2 separate regions of the Mus musculus genome follow, and region 1 is linked to region 2. The links are chromatin contacts, called in public promoter capture Hi-C maps. All regions are on one chromosome and are shown on one strand. The core of a region is the stretch at or near the end of the contact, and the rest is flanking DNA. Distances in the headings are between cores, read along the strand shown.

Region 1 (5,860 bases), core at 1,989-4,488, 1.5 Mb before region 2:
CCAACCAGTCGCAGCAATCCTCCTGCCTCCTCCTACACACAGCATTGGGTTTGCAGGTACCCATGAGGCCATGTCCAGCTTATTACATAGGTGCTGGGGTCTGAACGCAGATCCTTACAGTAGTATGAAAAGCATGCTTACCCACAGAACCATCTCTCTAGCCCCCAGTAACAGCAGTTTTCAAATCAAGCACCTGCCGTTCTGTTTTGATTTTGGAGTAAAATATTTCCATCACCCAAAATGTTGACATATAAGGAGAACTTTAAAAATAAATGATAAGATACTCTTAGTTCTATTTCCTATAGAAGTAGGTATCGTGCAAGCATGGGTGACATTTTGGTTCATGTGATTTGAAGTATAGCTGACCCATTCCCAATGTTTGATACCGCCACTGTGTGCAGGTAGAAATGTCCATTGTACCAGACTGCAATTCCCCCCTCACTAAACAGCATCTCCCCATTCCCCACACCCCAGCACCAGGCGAGCATCACTTGGTTTATTTCATGACAAATAAATGAAATCATAGCAGACCTGTTCTTTCTTTTCTGGCTTCTCCAACTTAGCTTAATGTATTTTCTCTGCTGAGTGACTTTAATATTCTTGTTAAAGCCATTTTGAAAACACATATGAGCCCCACCCCCCTTCAGGATCCTGACTTTATTCCATTGCTCAACATGTCTGGGTTTACACTGGTACCACACTGTTTTTATTACTATAGCTTTGTAGTGAATTTTAAAATCAGGAAATATGAGCCCTCCAAATTTGTTCTTTTCCGAGTCATTTTGGCTGTTTGGATCCTTTGAGAAGTCAGTTGACTCTCGGGAACATGTTTATGTTTCTGGGTAGAAGATGCTGGGATTTTGTCAGAGTTGCCTTGACTCTGTAGATTACTTGGGGTAATTGTGACATCTTAATGATATCAAGTATTCTGATCCACAAGCACAAGATTCCCTTCCACAGGTTTATAACTTCTTCATTTTTATCTTCAGAAGTGTTTTGCAGTTTTATGCACAATAGACTTACTCTCTCTCCCTTAACATATGGTGAACATTTTCTATATCCTTAAGTAAATTCTCAGAAAAGTAAGAGATAATTTTGATGGTCACAGAGCAACTCATCAAACAGATGTTTCATAATTTACTTAATTAACATACTATTTTGGACATTTCTTTTATATCAAATTTTTAAATAAGCTACTACTTTTTTGTATGTACCTTAAACCATTTCTTTCAGATAGATTTTAGAGATGTACTTATTAAATCAAAGGAATAAGGATTGAACTTTTTAAAAATATACATCAACAGCCAGCTGGTGGTACACACCTTTAATCCCAGCATTTGGGAGCCAGGGAGAGGCAGGTAGATCTCTGAATTTGAGACCAGCCTGGTCTACATAATGAGTTCCAGGTCAGCCAGGGCTACACAGAGAAACCCTGTCTCAGAAAGACAAGCAAAATACATCAACAAGGGCTGGAGAAATAGCCAGCAATTAGAAAAACAAACAAAACAACTACACCATCAAAGGCTAGAGAAATAGGCAGCAGTTAGGACCCAGGCTGTTCTTCCTGTGGATTCAATTCCCAGTACATGCACAGCAACTCAGAGCTATTTGTGACTCCAGTTTCAGGGAATACAACCTCCATTTGCTGACTACTATAAGCATCTACATACATGCAGGCAAAATGCTTATACACATACAATAAATCTTTTTTAAATTATAAATAAATAAATAAATATTTAGAATATACATCAATAGTGCCTTGTTTGGATATAAGACCCTGTTTTTGTTTCTCCTACTTATTTATAAATCCCAAATTAATAATTTTTAAAAAGACAAAGATGTGACCAGGCTTAGGACTCAATCAAGTTAAATTTGCTGAGGGAGAAAAGTTTTGAGTAAGCCACTCAGGTGGTAAGAGTCCCTGTTTAGGAATGAGAGCAGCTTCTCCAGAGGTAGTTCTCAAGGCCAAGGGGAAGGAGATACTGTTTTCTAGGGGCAGCTGGAGGTGTAGTCTTAGCTATCACAATTACCTCAGCTGGGGGTGGGGGAGGGGTGTCAGCTGACATCCGATGGTTGAGACAGGACGCTAAGAAGCATGTTGCATTTCTCTGGACAGTCCTATGCATCAGAATGTTTCAGCTAGAATGTCAACCTTGTGCCAAGGTTGAGAGGCCTTGCTTTAAAGAGAGTGAGGTACCTGTTGCTGTTGGGAGTCTTGGAAACAGGAGGAGGGGGTCCAGCCCCTTTAACTAGTGCACTCACTACAGGACAATCAGGGTTTGCTCAGGGGTGTTGAGGGCAGCGTCTTTACAAGGTTGTGTGGTTCCAAATGTCCTCCTTACAGGTTGTTTGTTACCGTGCATTTATCGGCAGCTCGAACAAACTGATGTTTTGCTGCGAAGTCAATACAAGTAGAAACTTACCAGTGTAAAAGGGCTGTGAGTCACCCTGTGACCCCAGGACTTAAAATCTCTTGCCTGCACTGAGAGAGGCCTGGGGGAAGAGGCCCAAGCAGATGGGCGTGGTCTCACACTCTGAGGAACAGAACTGAGGTGTCTAACTTTAGCATTTACTTAGTCCCGTTAGTTCTCTGGTTCCTAGCTGATCAGCACAAAGCTTATAAGAAAGCTCTTTTGTTGTTGCTTTTTCAAGATTTCTCCGTGTAACAGTCCTGCCTTTCCTGGAACTCATTTTTGGAGACCAGACTGTCATGGCCTTGAACTCACACAGATCTTCCTTCCCCTGCCTGTCTCTGCCCATTTAATCTCCCGCCTGCCTCTGTCTCCAGAGTACAGGACAGAGGAGAACCCTTTTGGACTCTCATCATCCTGTGGAGAAGGTACACTCACCCCTGTCGCCCCCATCTTCCACTTTTTCAAGACTGTTAACTATATTGCATTGTTAGTCTATGGCATTGTTTCGAAACTGTAAAAGATAGCTAAAACATTTCGCTACAAATGTTAACGAGTTAAGCAACTTTGCTCTACATCAGTTTTTCCGAAATCAGCTTCATTTAAAGGCTGGAGCCGCGTCAAGTGACCCTCTTAGCCGGGTCAGTGATTCGTCATCCATTCGAAAGCTCTGGAGAGTCTAAGAGAAAACATACAATAACCCACACCTCCCCCATAGTCATTATATAGAAAAGAGAGAGAGAAAAAATGCCCTGTCCCCCCGCGGGCCCCTTTTGTGCCGTTCCTGCCAACGCAGCAGACCTCCTGCTATATAGACCCTGCTCCCAGCCCCACACACTCAACAGCACTATCCCATCCGACCTGCCAACACCAGCCATGGGGAAGGTGAGCCCAGAGCATCCTCATTTTGGGAAAGGACCTGCCCTGGGGTCCAGGCCACATCAGGCCTCTGAGCCCTGCCTTGCCTTGCCTTACAGATCACCTTCTATGAGGACCGCGGCTTCCAGGGCCGCCACTATGAGTGCAGCACCGACCACTCCAACCTGCAGCCCTACTTCAGCCGCTGCAACTCTGTGCGCGTGGACAGTGGCTGCTGGATGCTCTATGAGCAGCCCAACTTCGCAGGCTGCCAGTACTTCCTGCGTCGCGGGGACTACCCTGACTACCAGCAGTGGATGGGTTTCAGTGACTCTGTCCGCTCCTGCCGCCTCATCCCCCACGTGAGTCTTTTCACAGGGCTCCTGCCTACAGTCAATTATGTGATCCTGACCAGCTAGTAATATCTGTGACTGGCTCAAGTCAGGAGTGGCAGCCACCTTCCTCTGGTTCTGTGTCCTCTATGTTTACTAAGAAGTACTCCATCCAAGGTTCCCACAAAAACATGTCTGAAAGTAAAGTTCTCCGCTGGGCATTTTCATTTACTTTGCTAAAATCAATTCACTATTATTGGGAATAACCTGAGCATGGTTTTTAGTTCAGAGCCACTGGGCCGCGGCTTTAATACCAAGAGGCTGCCTGATGGTTTGAGGTTGTTCACCCATGTTTCTTAACTTCATTCACATCAGACCTTGTCACCAGGGGCTGAGCTGATAAGTTTAGCTGAGCTGTGGTAATACTTGCCAAGGGATGGAAAAGTAGGATTTTAAAGTTTCTGGGGCATCAACTGTAACCCAAAGGAAGCCCCAACAGTCTAGATGCCATGGATTCTCTAATAACCTACTTCAGATATTAGCTGCTGCCTTTTCCTCCCTCCATCCTTCCCTCCCTCCTTGTCCTATCCCTCCTCCTCCTCCTTTTCCTCCTCCTCCTCTTCTTCCTTTACCTAGCTACCCCCTTCCTCCTGTTCCTTTCTACAGACTCAAAGCACTGGCCTTTCCTTTTCTCTTAAAAGAACGTCTTGTCATAAGGGCTGCTCTCTGTGTGACAAGCTGTCCTGAGGATCAAATTTGTCCACACACATGTGAGTCCTTTGCAAAGAGCACAATACTGGTCTATCAGAGGATGCCTCATAAGCCTGTTGCTCCCTGTTGCTAGGAGACCCCTTCCTACCGTAGGTTTTGAGGATAGAAGAAGACCTTGAGCCAAGAGCTCTTGCTGAAGCTGAAGAGCAGGTTTGCCCAGGACAAGCAGCCCGACTATTCACTGTGCTACAGCAGTGGTTCTCAACCTGTGGGCCACTACCCCCTTAGGGTTCTGTATTAGATATCCTGTATATCAGCCATTTATATTATGGTTCATAACAGTAGCAAAATTTCAGTTAAGAAGTAGCAAGGAGATGGTTTTATGGCTGGGGGTCACCACAACGTGAGGAACTGTATTAAAGGGTCGCAGCATTAGGAAGGTTGAGAGCCACTGCTCTAAAGGTTTGCATTCCTGATCCACACAGGCTTCTTCAGGATCTCAAACATTCATCACAGGTATTGACCAAACCTGATTTACCCAGAGCACACTTTAGAGCTGAGAGCTAAACCTCAGTCTTTGAGATATCCTTGCTTTATAACCTTTGAGGTTGTAAAGGGCCGGAAGCAACAAAGAACGCTGGAGGGAGGGATATCTGGGTTGAGCTTCTTCCTGAATTGGCCCATCCTCTTCCTGTGGAAGAGACAATTTGACTTCTCTTCCTCTGCTTTCTCCTAATGCTACTGAAATTCAGGATGGTGGTTTTTTTGCTAAAGATACACTTGGATTTTCACTGCAATACCAAATTAATTTTATACCTTCTAAAAAGAACCTCGGATTACCAAGAATCTAGAGGGTTGGGGGGGAGGTGGAGAATAGTTGTTTAAAATGATGCTGAGGAGGGCCAGTATGTGGATAGTTATACTTGAAAACTCCACCGGAGCACAGTTTATACGAAAGGAATGGTTGGTGGTGATGATCTCGAGTTTCACTGTGAACAACTTCCTGAATCATGCGCAGGGATCCTAGTATTAGTGGCCTTTCTTTCAGTTAAATCGTTCTGGCATAGAAAAGCTAGGGAGCGCCCTTCCCCCAGACAGCACGTGCTGGATTGGCAAGCTCAGCTCAGCTCAGCTCAGCTCAGCTCAGCTCAGCTCAGGTTTTCTGACGTCCTGCTGTTCTCTGGACACACAGTCCAGTTCTCACAGGATCAAGATCTACGAGCGAGAGGACTACAGAGGCCAAATGGTGGAGATCACAGACGACTGCTCCCACCTGCAGGACCGCTTCCACTTCAGTGACTTCCACTCCTTCCACGTGATGGAGGGCTACTGGGTCCTCTACGAGATGCCCAACTACCGGGGGCGGCAGTACCTGCTCAGGCCTGGGGAGTACAGGCGCTACCACGACTGGGGCGCCATGAATGCCAGGGTGGGCTCTCTGAGGAGAATCATGGATTTCTATTGAAATATTTTTACTCTACCATTTTCTCCATCTGGACAGTAATAAAATATTTCCTGTGTGTTTCATGCAATAACAGAGTTCTCTGT
Region 2 (5,719 bases), core at 203-2,702:
CAACAGTTACTGGTTATGCAGTCTCATGACTTTTTTTTAGCCACTGTCATATTGCCAATAAAGGAATGACATTGTATCATTCTGGTCTGAATAAACTGAATAAACACATTCAGTTTCAATTTTGGAATAACAGTTTTTTGTTTGGAAGAAATACAAATAAACTTGATTAGCCAATTTCTTTTAAGAGAAATGTTCTATACGGCATTGTATAAGCCAGATTATCTTTAAAACTGTGGTGCAGTCTCTTTATTGTTTGTTTGCGTCTTTGTTTGGTTTGGTTGTGTGTGGAGGGTGAATGCATGGGAAAGCCAGAGGTCAACTATTGGAATCAGTTCTCTCCTTCCTCCCGCCAGGCGGTCATGAGGATGGAGTTCAGGGTACCAAGCTTCACCTATTTAGCCATCTTACCAGCCCTATTGTGCTTTTCCATTGGGCGGGGGGAATATCCTCCAATTTTCCTAAGAAAAAACACATTGAAGACAGAACTAAAACAACACATTTTTACATGACATCAGGATTCACAGGACACTCTAATCAGTTTGAATCCTTAACAGGAAGGGGAGAATAAATAGCAATGTGCTAGAAATCCTCAAGAGCTGGGGCTTCTCTGTGCTGTGTTTTGTTTGGAAGGGGAGAGTTGAGATGGAGTGTGGGGAGTGAGAAGGAGCCCTGCCTGAGGCTGCACTCACATTGACCGCTCTTTTCCTTCTTCTCAGCCATTGTAATTCAGGTAGCAAAGGCCACTGGTCACTGCCATCTGTGCCTGTGTAAGAGGGAAATTAACATCAAATGGATGTGGACAGCGTTCCATTGAGAATAGTCTTCAAATATTACACGAAGGAACAGTGCCGTTAATAATGAATGTCATCACAGGGCCCAAACAGCCTACAGTGAAACCGTGCATTGATTGTTCAACATTTCACACTCACAAAGACAGCTCAAATGAGATTTTCCTCTCTTTGTGAAAAAAATGTGAGTTGCCCAAGGTTGATTAGAAGATGGTTATTTGACCTACAACCGTTTAACTATAGCCTAAGAACTCTATTATGTGTGCCCAATTTACTTTAGACTTTAAAATGATACGTGGCATAAGGTTCTGTATAAATTATGAAAGATTCTGGGCATTAGTATATAGAAATAGTATCTCACATGCCTGCAGGAAACCAAAAGAAGCCTTTGCCAACATCAGCATACTGAAGATGCTTCTGGGCAGGGTGACTGGGGGAGGTAGTGCAGAAGGGCTGGGGAAGAGCAAACCAGAAAGTCTGGTTTAATGCCTGGCCCTGCAGTAATCATTTATATTTGGCCACACTCAGGTTCCAAGCCCAGCTACACGCTGGCTGGCGCTTCATTTGTCATCTTCACTGAAGCAATTCTCCATGCCTCATCCCACGCAAGGCACAGCTGAGGCTGCACTCCCCACCCACACAGCCGACCCAAGCTCTCAGACCAATTTCCCTCCTGAACAAACCTGACCCTCTACAGAGGTCTGCAAGACACAGCCCCACACATACCACAGCTATTTTAATGAAGACTTACTGAGATTCTTCATCTGCTTAGAATACTGTCCTGCCAAGGTTTTCTGGATTATGTGTGGTCGGCCTGTGCTTTTCTGAAACAAAAGACAATGGCAGGGAATGAAAAAGTAAGACAGGAAGACACCTCTATGACTCCATGGAACTGTGCTTGCATAATGCTGCTTCTAATATCCTTCCTTACATGGGGACATGACATATTAGAAGGAAGACGGGATGCCTTGTTGAACCTTTAATTTTAAATGAAGAAGAGCCCTCCAACGGCCCCACTTTAGATGAAAGCACTGTTTTGTCAGTTGCTCTTGAATCTCAGCTTCTCTCAAAGCCCCAAGTGGGAAACGAATAGGAAAGGACTGCCTGTCCACTGGCATGATAACCTTGGTGCTCTCGTATACTTTTAAAATTTGAAAAGATGAAACTGCAATTTTCTCATCAACTTGTAAGTGATTTTAAAAATGATGACATCCATATTTAATTACAGCTGCAAGGCCAGGCTGAATATACTCATACATCACTGGTAACATGGCTTGAGAAAGATTTTAATGATTTCCATAAGCAACCTTGGAAATATTCATATCCTTTGGCCTAGAAATTACAGGGCCTCATTACATTATTAGGTATGGAAGTGGCATTGTTAAGAGCTGAGGGCTCAGTTTCTGCCAAGCAGTGTTGGTGTGTGCATTGTCTGAATTATTCCCAAGAAGTCCATGTTGTCTGGATTCTACCCCTGTTCTAGGCTGCTTTCTGCCACTGTGATAAAACACTGACCATTACAAACTTGAGAAGGAAAGAGCTCATCCCACCTGGCAGGATACAGTCCATTATGGAAGAAAATGAAGGCAGGACCTCAAGAAGGAACCTAGAGGCAAGAACTGAAGCAGAGGCCGTGGAGGAACGCTGCTTACTGGCTGGCTTCCTCTGGCTTGTCGGCTACCGTTTTTATATATCCCAGGGATACCTATTTTATCCCACCTGTGGCAGGATGATGCCACCTGCAGTGGGCTTGGCCATCGTACATGAGTTAGCAATAAGAAAATGACCCACAGACACACCCAACAGGCCACTCTGATGGAGACGGGTCTTCAGCTGAGGTTTCTCTCTTCTTGGGTGAGTCAAGTTGACAAGCAAGATCAACCATCACATTTCTACTTAACGAATAAGAATACTGAGATTCAGAAAAATTCAGAATTGGGTTAAGTTGTGCTATGAGAAAATCAATTTATCTAAAATATACATGGAAATATGCAATGGAAAAATTGTGTGAATATTTGCTAAAAGGTGATAAATTTTCTTTGGGGGTGGTATGATGGATAATTACTAGTTAATTAAGTGGTTATTTTGCTTTTCAAAATTTTTTAACATATTTCTAGATTTGGTGGCTTTTGCAATATTGATAATTGAACTCAGAGTCTCATATATACTAAATTAGTTCTGTTCCACTAAGTAATGCCTAGCCTGTTTTTGGGGGAGGGGGTGGTGTTATGATTTTGTTTGTTTTGTTTTATTTTGTTTTGTTTTGAGACAGGGCCTCACTAAGTTTCCCAGGTTAGCCTTGAAGTAAGCCTTCTGTGTCAGCCTCCTGAGTAGCTGTGATCACAGGCATACAGTACCACACTCAATTAATATATTAGTTTTATAATCATAAAGCTTTTTAAAAGGCCTTTCTTATTAGATTTGATAGAAAACAATAATTAAGAATATTGCTAATTGCTTTCTACTTGCAATAGAATGTGAATTCTCACTGGAACTATCCTGTCCATACAAGAGTTACTACCAAACATGTTAAACTAATAGTAATAATAATAACAATAATAGTTTGAATATCCCAAAATCCAAATTCTATCTAATCAGTTCTTTATTCTGGAAACTGATGAAAAGACACCTAGCATCATGATATTTACCCCTGAACCTGCAACAAGATTTTCGCTGCTAATTTAAAGATTCAAGTTCTGCTCGCTTGCCCCCACCCACAGTGAGAATGAACAAAAGGGAGGCAGTAGGAGGCAGGCAGGGAACAGAAGATAATAAGCACATAACCACCAGCCCCCAGCAGTATAATTACAGCTATAACAACTAAGTGCTGATTCCTCAAACATTTTGATCATACGAGTTTATATGTATATAAACCCTTTTAGCACTTCAGCAGACACTGCAACACATTTATGAATTCACCCCGTCTGCAAAAATTGTCATATTATGGATGCACTGGAAATTACCCCATTTACACTTTCTTAAAATGTGAAAGCTTAGAGAACTATTTTGGACTTATTGTTGTTGTTTTCCTTTGGGGGTTTCCTTGGTGAGGGAGGTAAGGGAGCAGTTACTCAAAGCCAATAGTCAGGTGTTTTGCTGAATGTCTGAATGTCTGTCTGGCAGTTTTGCCATAAGATGGTTATCTGCCTGCCCATGGAACAGGGAGCACATTTTACTCATCAAAATATCCTAATCAAGGCTAAACTGTTGTCACTCTATGGAAAGTTTTAAAGTTATTCATCAAAACCCACACAGGTTTGTTCAAATATTGCAATCACCATGTATAATTAAATATTTTTTCTGTCTCGAATTTGAAGTTACCTCATAGTTTTATATATGTGTAAATATAAATTTATTTTCATTTATACATTAAATTATATATTTATATATTATAAATAAAATATATACATATATGTAATGTGTGTATTGTGTAAATAGATTATATAGGTATATGTTATATATTTCATATTATATAAATGTATATATAAATATATTGCATACATACATGTACAGACAAGAAAATAAATGCTGCTTTTTATTATCAAAAGTCTAAATGTCAGAGTTGGTGAGATGGCTCAGCAGTTGAGAAGTCTTGCTGCCCTTGCAGAAGGCCCAAGCTCAGTTCCCAGCCCCCACATGGCTACTCACAGCCACCTGGAACTCCACTCCCCAGGCTCCGAGGCTCCGAGGCCCTTTGCTGAGCTCCTTACACAGAACACCCACACACAAACCAATCAATCAATCAAATATATTACATATATATAATATATATGTACTATCTATGTGCACATGTGTATATATGTATGTGTGTGTGTGTGTGTGTGTGTATACATATTTTAACAGCCTCAGTGACTATTGTTTTCTTCAAAGAAAGATTTTTTTGTTAATGTTTCCATCTGGGCATGGCGGCACACACAGAATACTCGGGAGGCCTGGGCTGCATGGTGACACCCTGTGCCCCACCAAACCTGTTTTCTGCTCTCCATCAAATGACTGCATTACTCGGATTAGCACTCTCAAAAATGGTTTTTCTCCTTAAAGTTCCCTCCCTAGATCTACTCCCCAAGGCTGCCCCACCTCCTGCTGTGACCTCACACTGTCTTCACCTGCTAATCTCCCAAGCCAGAGCCTTTGTGTCTCCATAGCTCTGGGAATGTTCTAATCCCCTTGTAGCCTTTACTCAAGATTCCCCCTCACCTTGGTGGCTCTTTGCTCTCTTCAGCATGTGCCACCATCTGAAATGTCACATGTGACTTTTGGCATCCCCATCATGAGTCTCAGGATATCAATTTTATCATGAATGTAAAATGCAGTAAGCTTTCAATATAACATTGATGACTCTGTATCAGACTGTAAGGACCGCTGTCAGTAAACAGCCTGGCAGGAACACAGGAGGTCTCATTACGGTTGTTGTCCTATACAAAATGAAACACTACTTTCTTCTCCATCTGGAAACTGTATGTTGTATCACGTAGCCACTACTTAGACCACAGATTTCCCTAGTAAGTATTTCTAGTAACAGAAAGTAAGTACATTCTTATACAGTTATCTAAAGAAGACAGTAGAAATGAAAGATTTTTAAAATAAAGTCCAGGCTGCTCAGTGCAAAACAAAAGCCCTCCCTGTTCTCTCTAAAGACTGGGAAGAGGGGCTTGCTTCAGAATAGCTCAGCATCACACCTCTGATCTGGCCTCGCCGGCATAAGGGGCTAGCACTGTACCATTCTAAGTGTGGCATCACAGAACACGGATAAACGGTCTTTGATGCTGGGAAAACCAAATACCATAAGGAAATTGATGGCCCAGGCCCACCTCATCATCAGTCAGTTCCAGCGGCTCTATCATATACACAAAGGTGTCATCCTCAAACATGCCACTGTAAGACAAGACAGCAGGAGGAGAGTCAGCAAGTGCTGCAGTGAGAACAGGCAA

Evidence for each region. Promoter capture Hi-C pulls out the DNA fragments that hold promoters and counts their contacts.
Region 1: a promoter capture Hi-C map of liver shows a contact between it and region 2, with 2.2 times the contacts expected there. The contact joins the promoter of Cryge here to the enhancer-like site in region 2. A contact is called at or near these places in 8 of 39 promoter capture datasets (the 3T3-L1 cell line, 3T3-L1-derived adipocytes, the C10 cell line and 4 more).

Annotation. Positions count from the first base shown.
Region 1 is chr1:65,048,541-65,054,400 of GRCm38.p6, reverse strand. It overlaps Cryge (crystallin, gamma E), which reads left to right and starts at 3,238. Exons shown (of 3, transcript NM_007777.3): 1 at 3,238-3,296; 2 at 3,389-3,631; 3 at 5,505-5,844. The coding sequence starts at 3,288. The coding sequence ends at 5,777.
Region 2 is chr1:63,530,179-63,535,897 of GRCm38.p6, reverse strand. Adam23 (a disintegrin and metallopeptidase domain 23) reads right to left here. Exons shown (of 26, transcript NM_011780.3): 6 at 5,600-5,663; 7 at 1,540-1,612; 8 at 690-763. Among named protein-coding and RNA genes, the nearest start is that of Gm22281, 43 kb to the left of the region's middle. Within about 2 kb of position 1,452, at least 16 of the 459 cell types and tissues checked have an H3K27ac peak or open chromatin away from gene starts, as enhancers often do.